Regions from separate parts of the Mus musculus genome. Here all the other regions are linked to region 1. The links are chromatin contacts, called in public HiChIP or PLAC-seq maps. All regions are on one chromosome and are shown on one strand. Each heading gives the region's core, a stretch centred on a gene start, on an enhancer-like site or on the middle of the called end of the contact. The rest is flanking DNA. Distances are from core to core; before and after follow the strand shown. Region 1 has its middle 150 kb from the start of Psd3. Region 2 has its middle 25 kb from the start of Gm33103. Region 3 has its middle 34 kb from the start of Lpl. Region 4 holds the start of Ints10 (integrator complex subunit 10).

Evidence for each region. HiChIP or PLAC-seq counts read pairs in DNA pulled down with a chosen protein or histone mark.
Region 2: a contact with region 1 is called in a FOXA1 HiChIP or PLAC-seq map of pancreatic cancer cells. The contact joins two enhancer-like sites. A contact is called at or near these places in 7 of 484 Hi-C or Micro-C datasets (the Ba/F3 cell line, the C10 cell line, the HPC-7 cell line and 3 more), 4 of 115 datasets of contacts at active chromatin or transcription factors (bone marrow-derived macrophages, extraembryonic endoderm stem cells, pancreatic cancer cells and 1 more) and 1 of 9 other capture datasets (embryonic stem cells).
Region 3: a contact with region 1 is called in an H3K4me3 HiChIP or PLAC-seq map of bone marrow-derived macrophages, with 6 times the contacts expected there. The contact joins two enhancer-like sites. A contact is called at or near these places in 2 of 115 datasets of contacts at active chromatin or transcription factors (bone marrow-derived macrophages and embryonic stem cells).
Region 4: an HNF4G HiChIP or PLAC-seq map of pancreatic cancer cells shows a contact between it and region 1. The contact joins the promoter of Ints10 here to the enhancer-like site in region 1. A contact is called at or near these places in 3 of 39 promoter capture datasets (the C10 cell line, cranial neural crest and hippocampal neurons) and 7 of 115 datasets of contacts at active chromatin or transcription factors (astrocytes, bone marrow-derived macrophages, embryonic forebrain and 3 more).

What each region holds. Positions count from the first base shown.
Region 1 is chr8:68,120,378-68,122,999 of GRCm38.p6, forward strand. It overlaps a transcript of Psd3 not described here. Among named protein-coding and RNA genes, the nearest start is that of Psd3, 150 kb to the left of the region's middle. Within about 2 kb of position 1,339, at least 128 of the 459 cell types and tissues checked have an H3K27ac peak or open chromatin away from gene starts, as enhancers often do. A contact at or near this core is called in bone marrow-derived macrophages and pancreatic cancer cells, where this site is marked.
Region 2 is chr8:69,026,274-69,028,895 of GRCm38.p6, forward strand. No RefSeq gene overlaps it. Among named protein-coding and RNA genes, the nearest start is that of Gm33103, 25 kb to the left of the region's middle. Within about 2 kb of position 1,333, at least 43 of the 459 cell types and tissues checked have an H3K27ac peak or open chromatin away from gene starts, as enhancers often do. A contact at or near this core is called in pancreatic cancer cells, where this site is marked.
Region 3 is chr8:68,913,369-68,915,990 of GRCm38.p6, forward strand. No RefSeq gene overlaps it. Among named protein-coding and RNA genes, the nearest start is that of Lpl, 34 kb to the left of the region's middle. Within about 2 kb of position 1,328, at least 21 of the 459 cell types and tissues checked have an H3K27ac peak or open chromatin away from gene starts, as enhancers often do. A contact at or near this core is called in bone marrow-derived macrophages, where this site is marked.
Region 4 is chr8:68,792,629-68,795,250 of GRCm38.p6, forward strand. Ints10 (integrator complex subunit 10) reads left to right here and starts at 1,301. Exons shown (of 17, transcript NM_027590.4): 1 at 1,301-1,520; 2 at 1,983-2,050. The coding sequence starts at 1,392.

The DNA of each region.
Region 1 (2,622 bases), core at 89-2,588:
TAGAAATTCCAACCCCAATTTCTGAGAATGGCTATGAGAATTAGCAGACGTGAGAAAACAGCTAGTATAATGGCTGGCTCCTCTCCCCACCACCATCCCCTGTCTGTGAACCTCCTTGTAGTTCCTTCTGCTCCTGTCTTATAAAGTATGCCCTCCCTTACTCAACCTTCCTAGGCAAAAATCTTGAGAAACTGATATCCATTGTCTGCTTTAGCACAGGATGCTATCAATGGCTGGGAAGAGCCAAAAGAGTACTGTAGCGGATAGGCACCTCCGTTCCTGAGGTACAGGTGACCTACAAGAGTGGCACAGAGTCAGAATTTCCATTCTGTGCCCTGTCTCCAAAATCTAGAGAATCCCAGGTTCTTACCTTGAGAGGCACAGCAGCAGGTGGGGCCAGGCAACTCTGGCTGATCTGAATGGTGGGGCAATATCTGAAGAGCTGTGCCCTTGTTGCCAGCACTGTGGTACCTATGTCTTCTTCACAGTTCTTTGGGAGTACCTCTTGGTTTACAGTCCCTCTCCTCTGGAGTGCCCTTTTGCCCCTGTCAGCTGCATAGGACAGGGTGCTTTGTGGAACTGAGAATTCGATGGCATTCCTGGCTTCTGGGTCCATATCCCACAGGTCCCCGTGGGCAGAAATGACTGGCCGGTGCTTCCAGCCTATGGAAGGACTGCTGTTTCTATCATTCAGTGTAGGAGCTGGGCTAGCAAGCCTACATGGCAGTTGTTGTGGTAGGCCAAGTTTCCTAGAAGCAGGGACCAGGCAACGCCTACTATGTGGGGATCCACAAACCCCACTCCTCTTTACATGCAGATTCTGAGATTTCTCTGTTTCTTCCTTCTTTTCCTTCAGTGAGTAGCAATCGAAAGCAGCTGGTCTCAGTGTTCCAGGGCCTTCCCCGGGCAGGAGACTCGAAGGCGATGGAGCTAAGCCCTGCGTACATCTGAAGTTCCAGGGAGCAGAGAAGAAGCTTGCTCTGGGACTTGGGAAAATGTGTCCCTCCTCCAGGCCCCCTGGGGCTGCTGTTGCGACTGCGGTTGCTGGAGAAGGGGCGGGGAGAGTTTGGGTAGCTTGGGTTGGTGGGGGCTGCAGCTGGATGAAAAGGAAGGAAGTTTTCATCTGCTGTGGCTGAGGCTGCTCGGCCATTTCCTCCAAGGGAGCAGAGCCAGTCCTCGCCAGGGTTTCAGACCTCAGTGTCTCAGCAGCTGCAGGCAGACATGACTCAGCCCCATGGCTTTACCATCAGTCTGTGGAAGGAAACAACACACCTTTAGCACCCAGGGGGACTCTTCAATGGGCTGAGGGCCAGAGAATTGTGTTTGCTGGAGAACTGGACTCTGCTCAGAGTCACAAAAGCAAACATTGGTGGAGAACAGCATACAAGTGACAGATGTGTGTGTGTGTGTGTGTGTGTGTGTGTGTGTGTGTGTGTGAGTGAATCAAGACAGACTTCCACACCTATGTCCAAATGGAATCACTTATTTACCTTTAACTGTTCCTTCTATTGATTAATCCTAAGTTATTTTGACTATTCCTGTGATTTGGAGTATGATCTGAAAGACGGTATGTGGTTTATAAATGAAACTTTCAGCAAACATTGAGATGGACTTTCAGTCTCCTTTGCCTGTATAAGTGAGACAGTTTTGAACAATTGGGACTCTTCATGAAGCTTTGCTTTAAGGGCTACAGTAGCTTCAGGGGACCCATGCTGGTAGGTCTCGTGGCCCAGGCCAAAGTATTAAATATTATAGTTTGATGTATTGCCCCCCCAAATTCAAACGTTGCTGAAATGACTGAGAGGAGGGACTTCTGAGAGGCCATTAGAGTCTGTGTATTCCCCACCCCCAGCCCTGTGCATTTGGATCCTAAAGAGGCTTTTGGGGGAACCCAGATAGCGCTATCAGTGGCCCTTTTAATTTGTGAACTTATTGTAGCAGTGACAAATATGTCTATTCTAAGTTGTATGAGCTGGAATATGGGAAATGCAGAGAAAGAGATGATGGTCAGGAGCTGAAGGGAGGGCTGGCTTGGAAAGCCTATGTAGGAAACCTTCACAAGAATTCATTAAATATCGGAGTGGGGGGCGTCTACTAAAGGAGTGTTGGTCCTGGGTAAGAAGTAGGGGGTAAGAAACAGAGAAATCATGGTTATTATTGTATATAAATAGCATTTTGATTGAAAAGATAAAACTTTGGTGGCAAACGTTTCTCCAACTCTTCCTTCCACTTAAAGAAAACTTTTAATTGTCTCTAAGACTAGCTAATCATTCCTAGTTTACAAGTTTGCTATTGATGTAGGGATTAAATAAATAGTACGAGGTGCACAACCAATTCTCAGTAACTATTAGCTGCTCCTCTTGGAATGTACCTATACATTTGAAGCTTTGAAGAAATTTGTTCATGTAGCAAAATAATTAAAATATAATATATGTCGATATATACATCCTAATACACAAATGAGCACATGTGTATTGTTTTTGCCTATATTAGGTAGCCATTTACATATTTTTATGCTTTCTGTCTGAAAAGACAGGAAAGACTCTAAAACTAGAGGAATTACTGGTGAGAGTCAGCAGTGAATTTGGGGTTAGGAGACATAAGTTTGAGTTTCAGAGTAAA
Region 2 (2,622 bases), core at 83-2,582, 910 kb after region 1:
GACACAAAACAACTCAGAAGCATCTTTGGAGGCTTCTTGTCTCGTAATGTCCTGATTAGGGCTTTTCCTCTTCTTCTTCTTCTTTTTTTTTTTTTAATTTTATCTTGTTTTTTATTTTTATTTTATTTTGTCTCCCCAACCCAGGTCCTTCGCATATATACTAGGTTTCCAGTTTATTGTTTTTGTTTTTTTTTTCTTATTGTTTTTGGTTTTTGAGGCAGTGTTTCTGTGTAGCCCTGGCTGTCCTGCAGCTCATATAGATTAGCTGGCTTCAAACTCAGAGATCTGCTTTACTCTGCCTCCTGTGTGCTGGGATTAAAAGTGTGTGCCACCACATCTGGCCAGTTTACTGGTTTTATGAGATTCTGAGTATGCAAATAACAAGTGGATCTATTTCTTATGCTTTTAATTTTTTTTGTGTGTGTGAAGAGCTCTTTTCTTCTGTTTTGTGTTTTGTCCTATTCCAATGTTAGCTTTGGTTTTATCTTATTATATTTTTTTACTATCCCTTAAAGGTCCCTTTGTTTTCTAATAAACAACAGAAATGGAATAGATCCAGCTGGGAAAGGAAGTGGGAAGGGCTGAGGAGGAGGAAGAAGAGGAAGAAGAGGAGGAGAGGAGGAGGAAGAAGAAGAGGAGGAGGAGGAGGAGAGAAAACTTTTATCAGGACACATTATGTGAGAAGATAATCTATTTTAAATAAAAAGGAAATGCCAAAATTAATTAATTAATTAATTAATTAATTAATTAATTAAAAACAAAAAATAAAAGTATATAATTCTCTGATTTTTCTTAAGCTTTCATCCTCTTTACATACATGCATGTGTGTATATGTCTGTATTTATTTTTCTATTGCTACTAGAACAAATCCTACAAACTCAGTGGCTTAAAACAATACATCTTTTTCAAAACTCTTACTGTTCTGTAGAATAGAAATCCAAAATAAATGTCGCTGGGCTAAAATCCACGAGATGGCAGGAGGCACTCTTCTGCAGGATCAGAGTTCTGAAGAATCTGTGTCTGCGCTTTTCCCAGCTATCTGAGACCCCCATGTTCTCACAGCCCCTTCCACCTTCAGAATCCTTCTGACCCTTCTCTGGCCACACTTCACACTCGCACATTGGCTGGGACAGGTTCCCTTCCCTTAAAGATTCCATTTCTTAGATACAATCTGTCTCCTTCTCTCCCCCGCCCCCAACCCAACCCCAGAATCTGAAGACATATAATCACACCTGTAAATTTCCATGTTGTTGAGGCTCAGGCAAAGATACCCTGGGATGGTGCTTTGATCCACTATCAGGCCTGAGAAGTTGCTCAGAATGCAGGTTCCTCTGACCTTGTCTGCTTTCTCTCCTGAGCACAGGAACAGGCTCACTCTGGAACTCACTTATCTGACCAAAGGGAGAAGTGCAATTGTCTTAAAAACCTCTCCCTAAGCATCCCATCAAATAACCAGGGAAGATTAACTACTGGGGACAGAGACTAGCCATCTCCACACCTCCTGCCCAGACAGCTTTTCCAGTTTTTCCTCTCTAGCACATGGATGAACTCCAGCGCTGAGCTGCACCTCCAGCCTCCCCACCCCCTTGCCTTTTCATCTATTCTTCTGAGGACAACTCCTGGAGATTGCTCAAGAGCCTTTATCTACCCACCCCGCCAACCTTTGTTCCTCTCGCACATTCCTTTCCCTACCTCTCCCACTGCTTGCTGACAACACCCTCCCCTCCCGAGGATTCCAAGCTTCTCCCTATCCGAGTCTCCTTTCTTCTCTACAGCTGGAGAATTATGAAAGACTTGACCATCAGATCCTTTAGAGGAGACTAATCCTTTGTTCTGGTTTTGCCCAGTCATACACTCCCTCCTCTGCTCCTTGCAGCAACACGGGACAGCCAGAGTAAGTTTGTTACTAAGACACATAAAGGCTTTTCCATGGCAGACACCATCCAGATTAAGTCTGGACTCTAGGCTTCTGTCCATTGTATATATCTTGGTTATCTCCTAAAGGAATGTGCCAGAAACAATCTACCAATGTCTACCAAACATTACTCAAAAGCAGACAGCATTAACAAGGATAACTGGCTTAAAAGAGAAGGTGCTCAGACTTGGGAGCCAAGTTGGTCTGAGTTCAATAAGGCTCTGCTATTTGTTGTACGAGAAGTGACTATCTGAAATCAAGCTGATCATTTTACATCTGACTCAGTTTTTCATCTGCACAATGGTACCATCATGCCAAATCCAGCAGGATGAAGTGAGAGGCCCTTTAAGAGTACCACATATCATGAAGTTCTAACTGAAAAGGAATCTTAGTTGAGAAATGGATGAAAGTCAATATTTCTTTGAAAGTCAACACAATTAATTAATGGGGACAGAACGCAGAGGTTTGTAGGAGTGGGTGAGTCACCGGGAAGAAGTGTGAGGAGACTGTTGTCTTTGAAGGCTTACAAGTGTATGCTTTCTTTATCAGAAAAGTATATATATATATATATAAAACAAATTTATCAGTACTCACTCAAAACTTACACATGTTGGATGTGTTACACTCCAATTATTTAAAAAAAAATTGAAGAGGAGAGAAGCAAAGGAGAAAAGAGTATTTTCCCAAAAAACACTTGGGAAGCTGGG
Region 3 (2,622 bases), core at 78-2,577, 790 kb after region 1:
ATGTATATATGCATCTTTGTATGTGTGAGGGTGAAAGTGTGTGTATGTGTGTGTGTGTGTGTGTAGGCCCAAAGTTGACATCAGGTGACTTCTCCAATAGTTTTCTATTTATTGAGGAAGGGACTCTTGCTTTCACCAAACCTGGCTGGCTTTTATATGAGTGCTAGAGAATTGAAACCCTGCTGCTCACAGCTGCATGACAAGATCTTTATCCACTAGGCCACTTCATCTATAACTAGCATTTATAAGATCCACTGGCTTAAATGAAGGATCAGTCAATAATCCTTGACACTTCTGGACACGGGCAACCCATTGGTAGTGATCTGTGATGAGTGATACTGACATCTTGAGGGATGAAGGAAGTAAAGAGAGGATCAATTCAATTTGACAGATATTTACCAAGTACCTTCATTTCAGGCAGCTGTAAGATATTAGGGTCATGGTACCTCTTGCAGCTTTGCACAGTCACAGGGATGTATCCAGGAAAGCTGGCCTAGCACAGATCTTCATGTGTTTCATATGCTCAGAAGAAAATGCCTTTTGGCAACTCATCTGCTCAGAGTGGTGTCTTTAGTTAATTCATACAAAAAATGCTGCACATGCTGAAACTATACCAAATTATTGGCCTAAGGCCTCATGTAAATTACTAATGAAAGACTTAAAAATGTTAAAGGTTCCCAGAAAACTAGGATAAAACTGTGCTGCTATTTCATCCTGATGTTGTTGCCACCGTTGTGTTTCAAGAGATGGATGTTTGCCTGTCTGACCTTCTCAGATGAGCCTCGAGGGAGAGAGAACACTTGAACCAGCAAGATGGCTCACAGAGTAAAGGCACTTGCTGCCAATCCAGTCAAACTGAGCTCCATCCTAAGACCCTCATGGTAGCAGGAGACAACTGACTCCTATATGTTGTCCTCTGACCTCCACAAGTGTCCTGTGGTGTACACATGTGCATGTACACAAACACACACACGTAAAGCATTTTAGAGTCTCAAAGAATATAAAATAAATGTATTTACATTTTCACTACTATCTGTTCAATGAACTGATAAATAAAAGAATAATGACTATCATCATGAGTACTTTTTGAACTCTTGTTTAATACACAAAAATAATTTTTTCATTTCACTATGTTCTACACATGGTGGGAGCAACTGAAACTGACCTGTGTACTCAATTCTTTCTGGAAACAAGACATAGAAGATGTTCTTAAAATACATTGGTTAATTCATTGAATGAATTTCTCAAGAAGGCAACAGCCATGACTATTATTAGCATTAGGAAGCATTTTCTCCTATGTGTGCTTAAAAGGAAGGAAAAAATAGGAACTGAGATATTGTGCCTCCCCTCAGAAAGTCTATTTTAAAAAGGTGGGTGAGTTGAACTGGGGTTAAAAAGATAAAACTATGGAAAGCAGAAGTCAGAAAGAAGGGATTGGGACACCAACCCAGCCACAAAACCTTCCACCTACAATTTGTCTTGCCTGCAGAGCTTGCTGGAACCGGAGACTAGCAAAATGGTCATCAAAGAGACCAAAGAGACTTCATCCAGAAACTGATGGGAACAGATGCAGAGAATCTCAGCCAAACATTTGGCAGAAGTCAGAGGAGTCCTGTGGAGGAGGGGGAGGAAGGATTGGAGGAGCCAGAAGGGTCAGGGACACACCACAAGAATACAACCACACAATCAACTGACCAAAACTCATGAGAACTGGAAAGATCAGGGAACCTGGAGGGGTCTGACCTAGATCCTCTACATATATGTTAGGCTGAGTAGCTTAATGTTCTTGTTGAAATCCTTACAGTGTAAGCCGGGGCTCTCCCAGAGTCTTTTCCCTACTTGTGGGACCCTTTTCCTCCTGCTGGGTTGCCTTGTCCAGCCTTGATGTGATGATGTGTGCCTGGTCCTACTGTAGCTTGTTATGACGTGTTTGGTTGATGTTCCTGGGAGACCTGCTTTCTTCTGAGGGGAGAGTGGAGGAAAGGGAGTGGATCTGGAGGAGAGGGGAAGGGAGATAACCTGGGGGAGGGGGAAGAGGCTGAAGAGGCTGGAGGGAAGGGAGGGAGAGGAAACTGTGGTCAGGACGTAATAAATGAGAGGAGAAATTTTAAAAATGGAGAGAGGGAAAGAGAGAGGAGAGAGAGAAAGAGCGAGAGAGAGAGAAGGAAGAAGAAGAAGGAGGAGGAGGAGGACGAGGAGGAGGGAAGGAGGACGAGGAGGAGGAGAAGAAAGGTGTTTATGTTGTGTTGTTTTAATAGTGTAATATCTTTAACATATTTTTTCAACCTCTATGCATGCCAACATCATGAAAGGCAGTGTCAAATACTGAGGATAGAGATCCTACAGGCCGAATCAGAGTGTACATGACACTGTACACTTAGCACTTTGATATCCAAATAAAAGCTCTTAGATGTCTTCAGGATGCCTAGCACACTAATTATGAATATTCCTTCAGACATATAGAACATTTTATCTGAGTTGTGGAACCAATTATCTCAAAAATGACTGCAAGTCCAGGGGTGCATTGTAACACCACATAGAACATACATTGGGTGCCTCTGCCCATGATGAAAATATGTGAGAGTTTAGATGGAATCTTCTATCACATTCATGACAGCAGAA
Region 4 (2,622 bases), core at 51-2,550, 670 kb after region 1:
CTCTTCCATAAAGACCAGGTATTATTTCATTCTTAACTTGAAGGTTACTGGAGCTTCAAGTCTTCCAGGCTTAAAGATCCCTCCTAAAAAGCTTATCTGGAAGAAGACAGTTAGGTCAGATATCAGAGATGATGTAGATGTTTATTGCCCCAAATAGTTTTGTTTCGTAGCCTATGTCCCTTCTCTTCACAAATAATCTTTGACATAAACAAAGCTTCATCCAAGAACTGCAATTCACTATTGTAATGTTTATATTCATATTTATTTTTAATATCTGTATTTTTTACTTAAATAAGTAAATTCCTAATTTCTTTGTTAAAGAAAAAAAAATTAATCAGAACAGGCACATGTCCTTAATTCCAGCACTTTGGAGATGGAAGTCAGGAATCAGGAGTTTAAGATCATCCTCGTATACTTGCCAAGTTTAAGGTCAGCTTGGGCCATGACCGAATGTCTCAAAGGAAAAAAGAAAAGAAAACCAGCTCTGAATTCTTCGATGTCCTGGTTTTAAGTGGCAAATGATGGCTACAGTTGATAGGAACTATATACAAACACCTATAAGAAATATATATATATACATGCACTTAGACGGAAAACCAAAGCTAGCAATTCACTTTCCGGACACTTCCAATTCAATAAATGAATATTGCCTTGTCAACAGAACAGGGGGACTGTTTTGTTATTGTGGTTGTTCAAATGCAAAACCAAAGCCAGGATTTCGGTACCGATTTATACTGCAGCTATTTTCCATTGTTCAAATGATCAAAGTTTTTTTGTTTTTTTTTTGTTTTTTTGTTTTTTTTTGTTTTTGTTTTTGTTTTTTTTTTTAACTCTTGCAGAGCAGGTGGTTCGGACATCCAGCCGAGCATCTTCTAAATGCTAATTTTTCCGTATAGGAGAAAAAGAATAAGATTCAGGCGAAATAATGCCTGGGGCAGGGGCAAAGATGTTGGCAAAGCTCAAAAGCAACAGGCGATCCAGGGTCTTTCCGCATGCGAGGGTGGGGTCGTCTTGCACAGTCCAGGCCCAGCCCTCCGCGACACTTCGAAACTACACCTTAACCCTGGGCACCAGGTTTATTTACACCGAAGGACCGCCGCTCCGTGTCTGAGCGTGTCGCGGACCTTCAAACCCGGGCTGGAATCAAAGGAGAACGCAAGAACCTGGAGCACAGGGTTGCCGACTCTGACGCTTACTCCCAGGCGGTCAGCGGCGCGCTACCATCGACGGATGGCAATCCGAGTAATGAAAATCCAGGTCTCCGTAGTTTCCATAGGACTCTACAGAACCTCTGCGGCCTGTGGTTGGCTGGTCTCTGGGCATGCGCAGTGGCCACCTGGGGGTTGGCGGCGCCCTAGTGTCGCCTACTGGAAGGGCAAAAACCCGGGACCATGTCGGCCCAGGGCGACTGTGAGTTTCTGGTGCAGCGAGCCCGGGAACTAGTGCCCCAGGACCTGTGGGCAGCCAAGGCATGGCTGATCACGGCCCGCAGCCTCTACCCGGCCGACTTCAACATCCAGGTGAGTCAGACCCGGCGCGTCCGCACGCGCGGAAGAGAGCGTTTGGCCGAGCCCAGTGGCCCTGGGCGCTTTGCGCGGCCGCTGTCCCCCTCCCCACGTTGCTCCTACCCTGCTCCACAGGACAGTTGACCAACCTTTTCCCCAGCACCTGCAAAGGCGGAAACCATACAGTAAATCCGGGTCTGGTTGATCCTGTACAGTGCATCTTTGCCACTAGGGCCCAGGGCATTCATTCATTGATCATGGTAGCAGCCATCTGTTCAGTTGCTGCTTCTTTGGGGACGTTTCTACTCCACTTGATCCTAGAAGCCCTGCAGATGGGGTGAATTCTGGGCCACCAGGCTCTCATTTCCCTTCGTGGGTGTTCTGGGTGAAGGCCCACCTCTGAGCAGTGCTGCAGGTGGGCTGGAGCTGGACCAGCTACCACCGTGGAAGCCGTTGACCCTGTCTGCCTTGTTTCAGTATGAAATGTACACCATCGAACGGAATGCCGAGAGGACTGCCACCGCAGGGAGGTTGCTGTATGACATGTGAGTTAACTGGGATCGTTCTGGGAGCTATTGTTGATATCTGAAGGGGTCCTCTTCAGATATGAACAATTGATAGTAGCAGTCGGGGCTCTGCAAGATCATCCTCTTCCCTGGTACCCAGAATTCAGGCCTTAATTGCCAACAGGCGTTCTACAGAGACGACTTTTTAATTCTTGTATTTTAATCCCCAAATTTGTAGCCAGTGATTTATCATAGGCTCATTACAAACATTCAGACAGCAATTGATAGAATGAAATGTGAAATCCCTTCTAACCCAGAGCTAAGTTTTGTGTGTCTCCATATGTATACATACATACACTGGGTAGCTGATAAAAGCGAGGCCATTCTACCCTGAAGTGTACTTTCATAACCCGCTGTTGTGGACCCTCTGGGTCTAGTCTATAGAGACAACTGATGTTCTTAATGGCCATGTATCATTTTCTGGGTGCATGGTTAATTTCCAATTTATTTATGTTTGGAATGTCAGTGAGTAATTCTGCACCCATATTTTGATGTTTTGTAGCTAAGGGATATGTACAATTCATCATCTATCAAATTACTCTTTAAAAAGG